Regions from separate parts of the Gossypium hirsutum genome. Here region 1 is linked to region 2. The links are chromatin contacts, called in public Hi-C maps. All regions are on one chromosome and are shown on one strand. The core of a region is the stretch at or near the end of the contact, and the rest is flanking DNA. Distances in the headings are between cores, read along the strand shown.

What was found. Hi-C and Micro-C count contacts between places; a contact is called where the count stands out from the background.
Region 1: a Hi-C map of leaf shows a contact between it and region 2, with 1.7 times the contacts expected there. The contact joins the enhancer-like site here to the promoter of LOC107886134 in region 2. A contact is called at or near these places in 2 of 34 Hi-C or Micro-C datasets (hypocotyl and leaf).

The regions. Positions count from the first base shown.
Region 1 is chrA03:17,904,453-17,911,582 of Gossypium_hirsutum_v2.1, forward strand. No RefSeq gene overlaps it. Among protein-coding and RNA genes, the nearest start is that of LOC107886139, 11 kb to the right of the region's middle. Within about 2 kb of position 5,504, at least 7 of the 9 cell types and tissues checked have an H3K27ac peak or open chromatin away from gene starts, as enhancers often do. A contact at or near this core is called in hypocotyl and leaf, where this site is marked.
Region 2 is chrA03:17,735,914-17,743,127 of Gossypium_hirsutum_v2.1, forward strand. It overlaps LOC107886134 (NAP1-related protein 1), which reads right to left and starts at 5,655. Exons shown (of 11, transcript XM_041096649.1): 1 at 5,169-5,655; 2 at 4,405-4,527; 3 at 4,249-4,299; 4 at 4,007-4,078; 5 at 3,742-3,852; 6 at 3,592-3,653; 7 at 2,965-3,025; 8 at 2,822-2,878; 9 at 2,670-2,714; 10 at 1,377-1,499; 11 at 1,036-1,176. The coding sequence starts at 5,297. The coding sequence ends at 1,422.

The sequences.
Region 1 (7,130 bases), core at 4,254-6,753, 170 kb after region 2:
TGCGAGCTTTCAACAAAAAGATTCATCCCAAAGAATTCCATAAGGGGGACTTGGTATTGAAAAAGATCCTCCCCATACAAAAAGACTACAGAGAAAAGTGGATGCCAAACTTGGAAGGACTTTATGTGGTAAAGAAGACCTTTTCTGAAAGAACGTTGATTTTTACTAAGATGGATGGCAAAAACTTGTCTAATCCTGTGAATTTAAATTTAGTCAAGAAGTATTTCACCTAAAAGAAAAAAAAGGAGAGGCTAAGGCGAAAACCCGCAAAGGGCGCCTTGAGACCAAAAGGCAATTCAAATTTTAATCAAAGGTGTGCCATATGGAAGTCCTGTCATATCAAAATTAAGAAGAAAGAGAGATGCTACATTTTGGGGCATCAACAAAGTATTCTAGATCTCCCAAGACTATGATATCTGGGGCACCTATTTTCATCTTATTTCTTGTATTTTAACAAATTTGTTATGTTGATAATCTATTTTGAGCTTTGCTCCTAATAAATTTCGAGTAAAAGGAGTTCTGCATATTGCTCTGAAAGCTTCTAAACAGTATAAGGACCTGAAACGAGACCCCTAGTCAAAACTAACCAAATTTAAGAGTTGGAAACATTTGAGAAAGAATAATCTAAATTGTGATTATTTCTTCGGGTTCTCTGTCAAAGATACCAGCTAAACAAGAAGGTAGGGTAATACGTCTGTGATAGAACCTTGGTGAACGTTAAGCAGTGTTAACCTAAGCATTAAAAATAGACCATTCTTGAAAACTGACATTCTACATTCATGCAAATATCATTCATACACATCCAGTTAGGAGTATTTGATTTATCTTGATCATGACTTCCCAATCACTAGGCATAAATAGGCACATGAAATGGATTCTATAGGTCAGTTCTCTAGAGAATGGTGTAACAAGATTAGAGAAACCATAAATCCTACACCCTTGAAGTTGCAATGGGATATATTGAAGTTATAATGGTGAATCTTATCTCTCTGAAGTTTTAGTGGAGCAGATTGAAGCCACTAATCTTATCTCCCTGAAGTTGCAGTGGAGCAGATTAAAAATAACAAATCTTATCTCTCTAAAGTTGCAGTAGAGCAGATTAAAGCTATAAACTTTATTTCCCTGAAGTTGTAGTGGAGCAGGTTGAAGTCACAAGTCTTATCTCCCTGAAGTTACAGTGGAGCAGACTGAAGATTACAAATCTTCTTTCCCAAAAGTTGCAATGGAACAGATTAAGCCAACAAATTACAAATCTGATCTCCCTGAAGTTGCAATGGAGTAAATTGAAGTTACAGATCTTATCCCCCTGAAGTTACAGTGGAGTAGACCGAAGATAGCAAATCTTATCTCCCTAAAGTTGTAGTGGAGCGATTAAAACCACAAGTCTTATCTCCCTGAAGTTGCAGTGGAGCAAACTGAAGATAGCGAATCTTATTTCCCTAAAGCTGCAGTGGAACAGATTAAGGCTACAAATTATAAATTTTATTTCCCTAAAGTTACAGTGAAAAAATTGAAGCTACTAATCTTATCTCCCTGAAGTTGCAGTGGAGTAGATTGAAGCGGCGATTCCTATACCCCTGAAGTTGCAGTGGGTTAGAATGGAGCTACTTGAAAAAGAGAAATACCAAAGAGGTCAAGATTTGACAAGACCAGGAAAAATTGGCCCTTTTTAAAGTCTTTGCTCCATTCTTGTTACACACAGTGAGCAAATAGGGGCAGCTGTGGAGGCCCAATTTCGCCTGAGCCCATATTACAAACAAATAAAATAAAAATTAAACCAAAAAATAAATTCCATGTCAGAATGTTGTCCATTACAATATGACCCAATGGCCCAAATAACTAAAAAAACCCTAATGGCCCAAATGACCCAAAAACCTAAACATATTCAGAAACCCTAGTCTCATTTGTGCGCTACACCCCTTTCTCTTTCCTTGGCGACGTGCACGCCGCCTGAGGCCTGGCGCCTTGGCCATTTTGCACCAAAATGGAAAAAGTTAGCTTTTCTCTCCTCCATTGACCTCGCCAAAGCCTGCAAAAAGAACAAAGAAATGTGACAGAGCAAAAAAGGTAAAAATAGCAGAGAAACAATAACAAGCAGAAGCAAAAAAACAAAAACAATATATTGTATCATTCGGCTAAAAAAGCCATGGATAATGTATCTATTGGAGGACACGAAAGTTGAATGCAAAAAAAAAGGCAATCAAAAACAACAAAATAGAAATTTTAAAGGTGAAATTTTTGTTTTTCTCGAATCTATTAGTACGCATATATATAAAATAATAACAAGGCCAAAGATTTTACCGGAGATACATCGTCGTCGCCATATTGGTCCTTTTCGCTGATTCGAGGAACCTGGGAACCTTTTAGGGTTCTGGCGAATGCCTCATCGGTGAAAGGTGAAACCTTTCAATTTTTGTTCCCTAGGGCGAGTGTCGGTTGGATTTATAGGGTTTTAAACCCCAGATCTGAGTTTATTTCAAAAACGGGGTAAAAAATAGTTTTGTGCATCTCCGGCCACCGTGGAAAGTGGCGCCGTCGCCAGTGACCGACGGTCGATGTGGCGGAGGTTCGCCGGGGCTATGAACAGCCTAAGACGGCCTTAAGAGAAAAAAAGAAGAAGAAAGTTTTTTTTTTAAATGAAGGCTGAAAGTGGAATTTTTTTAAAAAAAATTGACATAAATAGGGTTGCGAAACAACATCGTTTTGGGATTCAAGTTCAGACGCCAAAACGGCGTCGTTTTTCCCTCAACCCGCACCTTGACCCGATCTGCTCAGAGGATCCGTGTGTTTTCAACTTTTGGTATATTTACGCGATCAACCCTTCCGCTTTTGCGATACGCTTCAGTTTAGCCCTTTTTCACCTTTTTGAATTTTTAAATTTGGCCATTGATTTTTTCGTGTGCTTCAATTTAGTCCCCAGTTCGTTGATCTGCAGAGGAAATGACATGTGTCCTAGGGATGGGGCTAATTTCTTATTTAGTCCCCGCTTGTTTTTGCGCATTTGATTTTAATCCTTTACTTTATTTTATTGTTTAATTTATTTAATTTATTATGATTTTTACTTTAAATTTTGTTTATATTCTGATTAGTCCCTTACTTTCGATCTTTTACATTTTATTTTTCTTTGTATTTATTTATTTATTTGTATTTATACATCTATTAGTTTTTCTGTTTTTGTTTTTTTGTTTTTTTTCTTTTTTTTCTCACTATTATTATATTATTTTATCTATTATTATCATTTATTTATGTACTTTAGTACAAAGTGTACCCTTAATTTTATTTATATTTAAATTTGATCCTTTATTTTCAATATTTTATAAAATATTTTCCTCAATATTCATTTATGTATTTATTTATTTATTTCTTTTCTTTATTATGTTTAAAAATTAGTATTGTCATTTCATGTGCATATTTTGTCATTATTATTATTTTTTTATCATTATTATTTACTTTATTATTTATTTTATTTTTCTTTGATTGTTCATATTAGTGTTAAAATAGTATATATTATGTGATTATTGTCATTACATGCATTATGAAATGTTCTATCAATAATTTATATTATCATCATTTATCGACGCGACATTTCATTCGTATATCATCGTTCCGTTTTCTACATCACCATTTTATCTCATTTCGTTAAAATTATGTTGCGTTTAAATGTATTTATCCATAATAGGTCGTTTTATATTATACGCCGAATAAGAGAAATACACATCGTAAATATTACACTTGTTATTATTCAAAATTTTCGAAATAAGGCAATGTTTCGTATTTGGTGACTCCAGAAGTCGTACCTTAACTTACGGGGTTTTGATTTTTCTCATTGAACCTAAATAACCAAATATCTTTTTAGAATTAAAATACATAAGATTTCAAATAAAAAAAATAAAGGCAAGCTTATTCTCAAAGGTTAAAGATGTCGTGTCCTAACTTACGGGATGTGACATCTTGCTATCACGAGACGAGAGGGTCTTTAACGTTTGTTTCGATTTATTCAAGCGCCTTTTAAGTAAAATTAATATTAATACAAAGAGGGATCATATTTTGAACTATCTTCAAATTTTTAACTTTTGACACTGAGACATGAATTAATCAATTAGGTACCAATTTTGGGCGTTACGAGGGTGCTAATCCTTCCTCGTACGTAACCGACTCCCGAACCCATTTTTGGATTTTGTAGATTGAAAAACATTGTTTTAATAAATTATAACGATTGAATTTAAGAGGTGACCCGATCATACCTCATAAAAAAGGATTTGTAACGACTCTCATTTTTGTTTTAAAATAAAAATTCGACAGTTTCAAAAATTGTTTTGACAATATATATATATATGAAATGTTAGTATTTCCTTTGGTACATTGGCAGTGTAATTTTTTTATTCTACAAGCATCTTTACAAAATTGAAAAGTCTCCTTTAAAATATTTTATTATACACCCAACAATACTTCGAATGAGATCGTAATACAAAAAAAGTTCGTTTTAAGGATCCCACAACAAATATTGATAGTTTTATGGCTGCGGATTTGACTCCAGTGCTGATAGAGTCATGGAAAGATAAATTGCTGAGAAAGGGAATTCATGGCTCTACTGGAGAGGAGGTTCTCGAGTTATTAGAGGGAAATGTCACGGAGACAACGATTAGTGGAGTTTCCACAACCAACTTTCTCTGAGAGAATCCAACAGATTTTGATTAGAGACATGGCAACCACGGTGGTGGTGAAATTGTTGGGATGTAATTTAGCCAATTCCACACTGCAAAATGGAATCCTTAATATCTGGAAGCCTTCACATCCCTTGCATCTCATGGATGTTGAGAATAACTATTATCTAGTCAAATTTTAGAGTAATGACGATTATGAAAATGCATTCATTCAGGAGCCGTGGACTGTCTTTGGAGAATACCTCACGTTTAATTGTGGAGTCCAGATTTAAATCCCCTTCAGCCGTTCCTGAATCATGTCATGGCTTGGGTTCGTTTTCTTTGTTTACCAGGGAACTTTTATAAGAGAAAAATTTGGGAAGAAATCGGCAGTCTAATTGTTAAGGTGACTAAACTTGACTTTAAAATAGATTGTGGATCTAGAGGACGGTTTGCTTGTATGGCAGTTTTTATCAATCTAAAGAAACCACTCATACCACATGTTTTGATCAACGGCACGGTGCAATGTATTGAGTACGATTCGCTACTGGTAGTTTGCTTTTTGTGTGGCCGATATAGCCACGTGCGTGATCTTTGCCTTTCTAAAGAAACTGTGATGAATGGTGAAATGGCCAAAGAAGTAGTCATAGTGGACTTACCAGAGAAGGAGAAGGAGAAGATGGAGGAGTCATGGAAATCGTTTGGCCCACGGATGTTTGTTGAAAGAAAATCTCTGAATAATTCAAGGGGTAATGAGAATCTAACAACAAAAAAATTACCTAAACAAGGGATGGGCTTCTGATTTAATATTTTTTCGAAGATTAGAGATGGCATGAATGGAGCGATAATGGAGGAATTTTCGTGGGTCATGTCTTAGAAAGGAGAATTTAAAAAAAGAAAGGAAAGAAAACTTTCACAAATGAGGGAATGAGTAGCTTGTTTCAAGCAAAGTGGGCCAGTCTTATGGTAGAAATTCTGGGCCTGTTGGTAACGTTGATGTGATGGAGGGTAACGGGCCAGGTTTAATAGAAATAAGAACCCATTCAAGGCCCACACACGAAAGTCCAGATAAGCTTTCTGATCTAATTGAGATTGCTTTAAAAACTGACTTAATTTCCTCTTCTTCATAACAGGTCCACGAAGTCTTAGTGGGACTAAATCGGATGAGAACCCTTTCAAGACCCACACATGAAAGCCCAAGTAAGCTTTCTGACCCAATTAAACTTGTTATAAAATCTGACTTAATTTCCTTTTCTTCACTTCAAGTCAACGATGTCATAGTAGGACAAAATCAGACATAAAATTCCAAGGACCAGGATGTATGTGAAGCGAATTTTTTAGAATTTTTGAAACAAGTTGGTTCGAATAGTGCATTAAATTGAAAGGATGAAAAGGTCACTGTTCCAAAATCTGATTCTCAACCATTTTTATTAAATTCTAAAGAGGGGTCAGTTTCATTGGGTATAAATGCCCACTTTAACCCTACTTTTGATAGGTTGGTTGATTTAGTGGTAGGTTTAAATAGTAAATTTCTTAATCCAAAAAATCACTCGACTTTCACTTTCAAGGATATTGGAGGAATTATTCATGCCAAGCCTCTTGAAACTGGTATCATGGTTGGAAGAGGTAAATGGACCGCGTCTTCGAAAGGGAAGGGGTCAGGAATTAAGTGTATTGTTCATTCTAGTGGTGGCATCAGCAAGATAATTTGAGAAAGAATGGGCATTTTGAAATTTATGGTAATGCGAGGGTCCTTCTAGCAAATACTATGAATTCTATGGCCAAACTTATTAGCTCCCAAATTAATTTTGAGGCTAAAAAGGAGGGACATAGTAGTGACGGGAAATGTAATGAAGGTATCTAACTGACATGTAATATGAAACGTTTTTTTCCTCTTTTAATTTTCTATATATTCATGAGTTTATCTATTTTTTCGCGGAATTGTCAAAGATGTGCTAGCAACAAGTTTTTGCGGTTTTTTCATGAGCATAATAAAGAGTACAAGTCGAATATTGTTGGCCTCTTAGAAACAATAGTTAGTGGTAGTAAAGCTAATTCGGTCATTGCTGGTCTTAGTTTTTAGAATTCTCATCGGGTGCAAGTAATAGGTTTTTTAGGGTATCTAGGTCGGATGGAAGGAGTAGGTTTAAGTGAAAATTATATGGAGCCATCCTTAATTTGTTTTGACTAAGGTTTTTGACAATACTCTTCAGCGACAGATTTATATTGTCTTTGTCTATGGTAGCCCTGATAGTCGCAAACGCAAAGGAGTTTAGGATGCTCTGAAAGTGACCATTCTGTGTTCCAACTCCCCTTATATGGTTGTAAGAGATTTTAATGCAATTTTAGCCTCTAATGAAAAAAGGGGTGGACGAGTTAATGGGAAAAGGTGTTCTTTCTTCGGGAATTTTATGGGTTCCTCTGAGTTACATGACTTGGGTTTTAAAGGTGTATCCTTTATATGGCATAAGGGTGGTGTTTTTTAGC
Region 2 (7,214 bases), core at 4,405-6,904:
ATGCACAGGGAACATATCATAAAAGTCAATTAATTAAATGAGACTCCTTTAACCCACTTAAACTGGCCTGATTCGTTGAACTCGTGAATAAGCCCATCAACTTGAAGCTTTGGTGGCCTAATAAAACATTTTAGTAAAATTAGAGTTACCATAATTAATATAAATCTTAAGAAATAAGATTGTATAAAGTTTAAATATCTACTCTCATATTGTAGATAAGCATCAATCTTAGCTGTTGATGTAATTCAATCTATATCATTATATTTGAAGAAACTCAACTATAAATAGAGGTCTTCCCTACATTGGTAATCACTTTATCCCATTGTACTTTACTTCATTCTTAGAGAAAAATATATATTTAAAAACATGTACTCAAGCACTTGGTACGCATTGTTGCCTTTTAACTTTTCAATTGTTTCGTTACTCTTCAACTTTTGAGTTTGCTTCCACTTTATTTCGGTGCTTTAGAAAATTTTTAAGAAAATTTTCATCTTTCTAGAGTTAGAATAACTTAGGCAAATTTCAAACAAAAATATTGCCTAAAACCGCGCCGTTTGCCAGACTTAAGTTCCAACCCCATGATACTAGCCACGTACATATATATTCATGGAACTCGAACACCATGATCGACTTACTTGAAAATTAACCTTATAATTTTGAATATGAAAGCACAATACACAGCACGTTGATAGATATGAAAACATAACACGATCAAGATACCTTGGTGATGACAAAGAAAATATCATGCCACAAGCATTTTGCGTTAAGTTCCACATTATCATTTTGCACGGATAAACCTAAAATTTTACTAGCATGGGATGTTATAATTGCTTTGGTAAGTTGTGCAAAAACTATATTACTCAAATTAAGATATGAATATGTGTTGAAAGTACTATAGTACGCGTTAAGATACGAATCTTTAAAGATTATATCCTTGTATTAATCCATGTATTTGAGGTCATTAAAGCTCATAACCTTGTATTTGTGACCGTTAACCGCATATATTTAAAAGAAAAATAGAGATCCAGAGAAATATAGATAAAATCAATCAGTAACATGCGAAAACTAAATGAATTCAGCATTTTACATATCTATTTAACAGAGCTTTAAAAAAAATTATCGATAAAATGCCTGCATTCCAATATCATGTAAGAAGCTTTCACTTCGTGTCACCCTCTGGGAGGAAACCAGAAAAACAAAAACACACGGGAGGAAAGATCAAAAAGGTTAAGAGATGGGCAAAAAGAAACGAGTCATAGCTATGCTTACAATAACAAGAGTTGCTTATAAAACATAGAAAGCTATCTTAAAGATGGCTATCTTCTCTATAACCTTACGTAGCTATGACTAGGAGACAGCTTTACACCAGTTCTTACTTGAGCAAGAGAACATACTACCATGATTTAAGGCTGTTAAGTGATTTAGTCCTCGTCGTCGTCGTCGTCCTCATCATCATCGTCGTCTTGATCATCATCAGAGTCATCATCATCATCTTTACCCTGTAAATGGACACATATCAAAGCAGGAGATATTATCTAGCCTATTATCTTTAACTGAGTCAAATAAAATTATGTCATCGTCATCTTTTCCCTGTAAATGCGAGTATAAATGATATAAACATAAATGCTACAAAATTATTAGTCTTATATATCTTTACTTTAAACAGAAAAGATAATTAAGCCATCAGCATCTGACAACAATGTAGTTATGTCTGACAAATTTCAGAATTTCCAGAAGCAGCAACAAATTCCAAAGAGCTATTACCTGAATTGTGACCTAGGTGCAAGTACTCCCTAAGAATAAAGAGAAAAGACATATAATGCTTCCTTAAATAACAAAACAATCTTCATTATTGAAAATTCAACCTCATCTCCCACTTTCCTTTATTCCAGATTATAAACATCTCCATTCTGAAACCTGAATCTCTAATTTAGTCAAATATGATACACTGGACAACAACCATTCTTTCTCCACATGAAATATTCTCCAAAAACTTCCCTTAAGCATCTCAAATTATATTCTCAGACACCTATCACCTGCAATCTCAAAGTGCTTCTTCATCCAATATAAGATTTTGACCATATTGAATTGGGTGGAGAGTTCTAGAGCTAAACTTGTCAGAGAAAATTTAAAAGGCACTCATAAGGAACAAGATTGACATATCAAATTCCACTCATTTGATTACGGTTAACCTCTTGCCCCATATTGCTCTACGAGGCATTCAAGTATTCTTGGCCCAAAGCATAGAACACATTTTTTTGAGATACATAAATCACAAATTTCACTCCTATCACTATCCAGTTTCAGAGGGCTTCTCCAGGATTAATATGGAAAGCATAGAAATCATAATATATTTACATAAACAAGTAGGATTACAAGAATTTTAACAAAAACCAGCACCTTGTAGCACTATCCATACAGAATAGAAATTCTCTGAGTTAATATAATGCATTATAAAGAGGAATAGTAATTTACTGCATAAACTATATCATCTTCAATAACCAACTAACATATGATTATTAGAACGGTTTAAGAGTTAAAGTCTATGAACAAGTAACCTCAAACCTACACAAGTGCATTCTTTTCTGGAAGAAATAACACAGTAAAAATGGGAAATGAAAGAAAGTATTCAGTTTCCCAAAGAAACGAAAAACAGAAAAATAATATACCTCTTCATCACCTTCATCTCCATCAAAATCCTCCTCATCGGCCTCCTGGATCAAGAAAGTTCCAATAACAATTAGCAAAGGGAAACAAAACATGATCACGAAAAACAGTATGTATAAAATATCATAAGAAGAAGAAAGAAAAAAGAGGTTACATTGTTGAAATAAGTGAGAGGATTGGGCCATAAATCCTCCTTGATAATCTCTGCTACCTGCAACATTCATCAAGTGAAAGCTTAGACCAGCTCTGTTACAGAATGAGTAAAATAAACTGATAGTACATGCACAGAGAATTTACTTCATCATGAATTTCATCCATGTCATCTTTTTGCTGAGCATCAGCAAACCAGGCAAAGAAGCTGCGTTATATGTTGATAAAATTTAGCATAATACAGAATTGGTTTGCGGAGTGACTCAGAAATGAAGGATCAAGTACAAGTGGCATAAATGCATATGAACTTCACAACATATTATAAGAAATTTCAAATATATACATGCATATATATATAAATACATAGCAGTTATAAAAACACCACCAATATTGTCAGAACCGGACTGGACCAGCCGGTTGAACCGGAAACCAGTGGTCCAACCAGTTTGACAATGATATATAACCACGAATAGAGCAAACTGCTATGAACCGGAAAGAAAACTGGGAACCATGACCAGAAAAAGGCAGTCCAATCGTTTTTTTTTTTTTTATATACTTTTATTATTTATTTAACTATTGCTCAACTGGTTGGACTAGGAACCAGCTGTCTGACCAGTCCAACCACCAATCCAACTCTTATAACATAGCACACCAGACAAAGTGACTGCATTTCACAGCATGGATTGATGGAGATATTAATAAACTGATCTCAAGTTTTATGTTACTCAAGTCCTAAGCCTGAGAAAAATTGACTGATGGGCATGATAAACAAACCTTTCTTCAGCAAGTTGTCGCTTGTTTCCTTTTTTCTCATGATTAACTCCATTTGGCAAGCCCTTAACATTTAAGGAAAATAATTTCATATGATATCCAAGGAAAACATAAAACAAGAAGCAGGATAGTCATCAAAAGAGAAGGTCTGACCTTGCCCTCTTTCCACTTGATTGGGGTAGCAGTAATTTTGGTTCCATCATCAAGGAAGGTAAAGGTCTTCGTAAGCCTTGTATTTTCAAAGTACGGATTGGAATTGAAATTCTGAAAAATTATAATAAAGCCGGTCAACAAATCATCAGATATATTAGAGTATGAATTATGTTTATTCTAACAGTAGTTCAATGCAAGCAAATGAAATTAAGAGCAACTTCAGTCACCAAAAATAAGGTAAGAATAGGAATATGAATGAACTTACAAATGTGATAGTGTATCCAGATTTCAGATCTTTAAAATCCTCCACTTCAAGTGAGTTAATATATTTGAATATCTACCAAGAAATAATAATTGAAAAGAAGAAGATTAATAAATAAGAAAGAATTCACAAAATTCAGGCAAACATTAAGAAACATCTATAAAAAATAAAATCAAAAATCAATGTTGGAAAGTAAAATAAGCGCAAAATGATAAGTTCATTTTGGGAAAGAAGTGACATTAAACCTTCTGATCCTCTTCAGTCAAAAGATCACCAAGAGCAGGATGGCTCAAGAACTGCACACGAAGAATGCAAGTCAATTCAATATGTTCTTCTGAACATGTAAACAAATTTAACAAATTGTTCACCATATTGAAAAAGGGAAGAACAGAATAACTTACAGCTGTTAACCAGAAATCAGGAATTGAATTGATGATTTCATTCCGCTTATCATAGACCGGTTTGCGAACTTCATTGTATTTCTGCTCCACTTCCAAGACTTTCTCACTTGCCTCTTCATTGATCTAAAACCAAAAAAACAGCACCGAAAAACTTAAAATCAGAAACACCACGTGACATTTACCACATCATCGGTACGCTTGTAAGCAAGCATAGCCACATTAAATCACCTGCCTCGTAATAAGACATAATAATCCAAAGTAACTTCACAAAGAAAAGAAGAAAACAAAATCGTGCTTAACAAAGCTAGGGGAAACTTAGATACACGGAAGAAAACATTAATGGACTCAATCATACTACAAAGATTATCAGATGCAAGAATTAACAATCAAAATTAGATCACCAAATAAATATACATATAAAACAAAGCTTAGCACAATAATTCAGATGAACCCGACATAAAAACAGCATACAAAGCCGATAAAGTACAAATATTAACGACCAGAGAAGAAAATTTTGAACATTTATTTCATCGACCCGCAATTGAAATTACAGCAAATTCAATACTTTGACACTTAAAACATCATTCAATTAACATTATACCATAAAAAACACAAGGAAATCCAAATTTTTTATTTAAAAAATTCTAAAATTTGCTAATTTTCCAGCTCATACACCTTAAACAAGGGAGAAAGGAGAAGAAAAAGGAAATCAGCATATACACGCATTATATAAATGAAAAAGCGGTATGTAGATAAAAATGGACCTTCTCAAGCTCGTCTTGGATCTCTTGAAGCTTCTCGATGGAAATGACGAGGTCTCCATCTATTTGATCATGGTTCTCTTCCTCTACTTTCTCTGCTACTTTCATCTTCTTTCCTTTGTCGGCCACCATTTTCTAAACCCTAGAGAACAATATAATAGAACCCTAATCCTAAAAATTTCCGCCTCTTCTCTCTTCTCTCTCACTTTTGCTCCCTTTCTCTTTAAAACCCTAGTTTTTTTTTTTGTGTGTGTTTTCCCTCTGATATCTACGGGGACAAAAGCGAGCGAGTGAGTGAGAGAGAGAGAAAGAGTAGAGAATGTTAGGGTTTTGGGAGTTTATACCTATTCAGTTGGGAGCTGACACCTGTAATTTAAGGGTACTAAGGTCATTTAATTGTGAGATATTGGGGGTAGTAAGGGTAATTCAAGGATGGATTCCGATGTTTTTGAGTTCTGATGTTCGGAAACAGAATCTTTCTGCGTGCCTTGCGGTAGGTAGTACTTCAACCCACTGTGTCCATAGATAAGGCTGGTTAGTTTACATTACAAAACTTTGATATCTTTGTATAAATATATAAAAAAAAACTAATGTCACTTTACTTTTATTTAATTTTTAACCTTTCAAATCTTTATATTTTATTATTATATTTAAATTTAGAATTATAAGGATAATATTTGGTATCAAAATTTTAACAAATCTTCTAATGTATTACCTAAATTTTTTAAAAAAACTTATTTTTACTTTTGATAAACAGTGATAGGTTTTTAACCTATTGAGACACGTGATTCAATGATAAGATTTCACGTGTCATTGTACGTAAAGTTATTTTTTTATTCAAGCAATTCAAGGGACTTAAAGTTAATTATATCAATTCTATTTTTGAGGGAAAAAATCTCTAGAACAGTGCCTTTTTCACATTCTCAACTTTTCGTGTCATCTTTTCTTCTCTGCTCCTTTAATCAATTAAAAATCAATAAAATCATAAATCTAAAACACATTTTTCCAGCTGAATAAGGATTATAGGCCAATTTTTTTAATTAGGCCTTTAGGCTAATTTTAACATTAATTAAGGAAATAGACTGGTTTTAGGAGAGAAAAGGTGAAAGCAAGCCCAGTTGGATGTGCTTTCCCTCAATGGTAAACTGCAACGGTTTTTTGACCGTTGTTGCGTCAAACAGTAAAAAAATTTAAAACCTAACAATAACTTTTTTTAACCTATAAATTCCTCCCAATTTTTTTTTCATTCACATCCTTCTCTCAAACTCTCTCAACTCTCTCAAGCTTTTTATTCAAAATTTATTTATATCTTCATTTAAAAATACTGTTTTTTTAATTATATCATATTTTACTCGTTCAAATCAATTTCTCGAGAATGAACGCCTCTCTAATCAGCTTCGGTGACAACCATATTTCCACCGCCTAAATAGTAACGGTAATTCATTATTTTTAAATTCTCGATATTTCTAATTATGCTAAAATTTTTTTATAAATCTAAATAATTTTTTATGTTATAAATAAGCGGACGATCGTGTGCTAGAGACGTTCATACATAATACGGGGGAGCCTCCGATCCCTGAAATTCATGGGTACCTGCAAGAGCTTGGATTCTTGCATGCGTCTCGCATACAAGGAAGCTGCAAACTCGATCCCATAATAATTAGCATGTTGGTAGAAAGATAGAGGCCAAAAACACACACTTTCCACCTTCTATGTGGTGAGTGTACAATCACACTCAAGAACATAGCGTTACAGCTCAATCTGCTGGTGGATGGGTCAGTCATCACGGGATCAACGGTGGTTTGGGAAAGAGTGGACATTTGCATGGAAATGTTGGGAAGGTCCCGATCAAGTTTAAAAATGGTCGGATATCGATCAATTGGTTGAAGAAAATTTTCGATAGGCTTCCCAACGGCGCAACAGAGAAGGTCATACAGCAGTACGCCCAAGCATTCATCATGAGGTTAATTTGGGGCATTTTAATGCCCGATAAATCTAGAAATTTGGTGCATGTAAGTTGGCTTCTACATCTAATTGACTTCAGTGAAT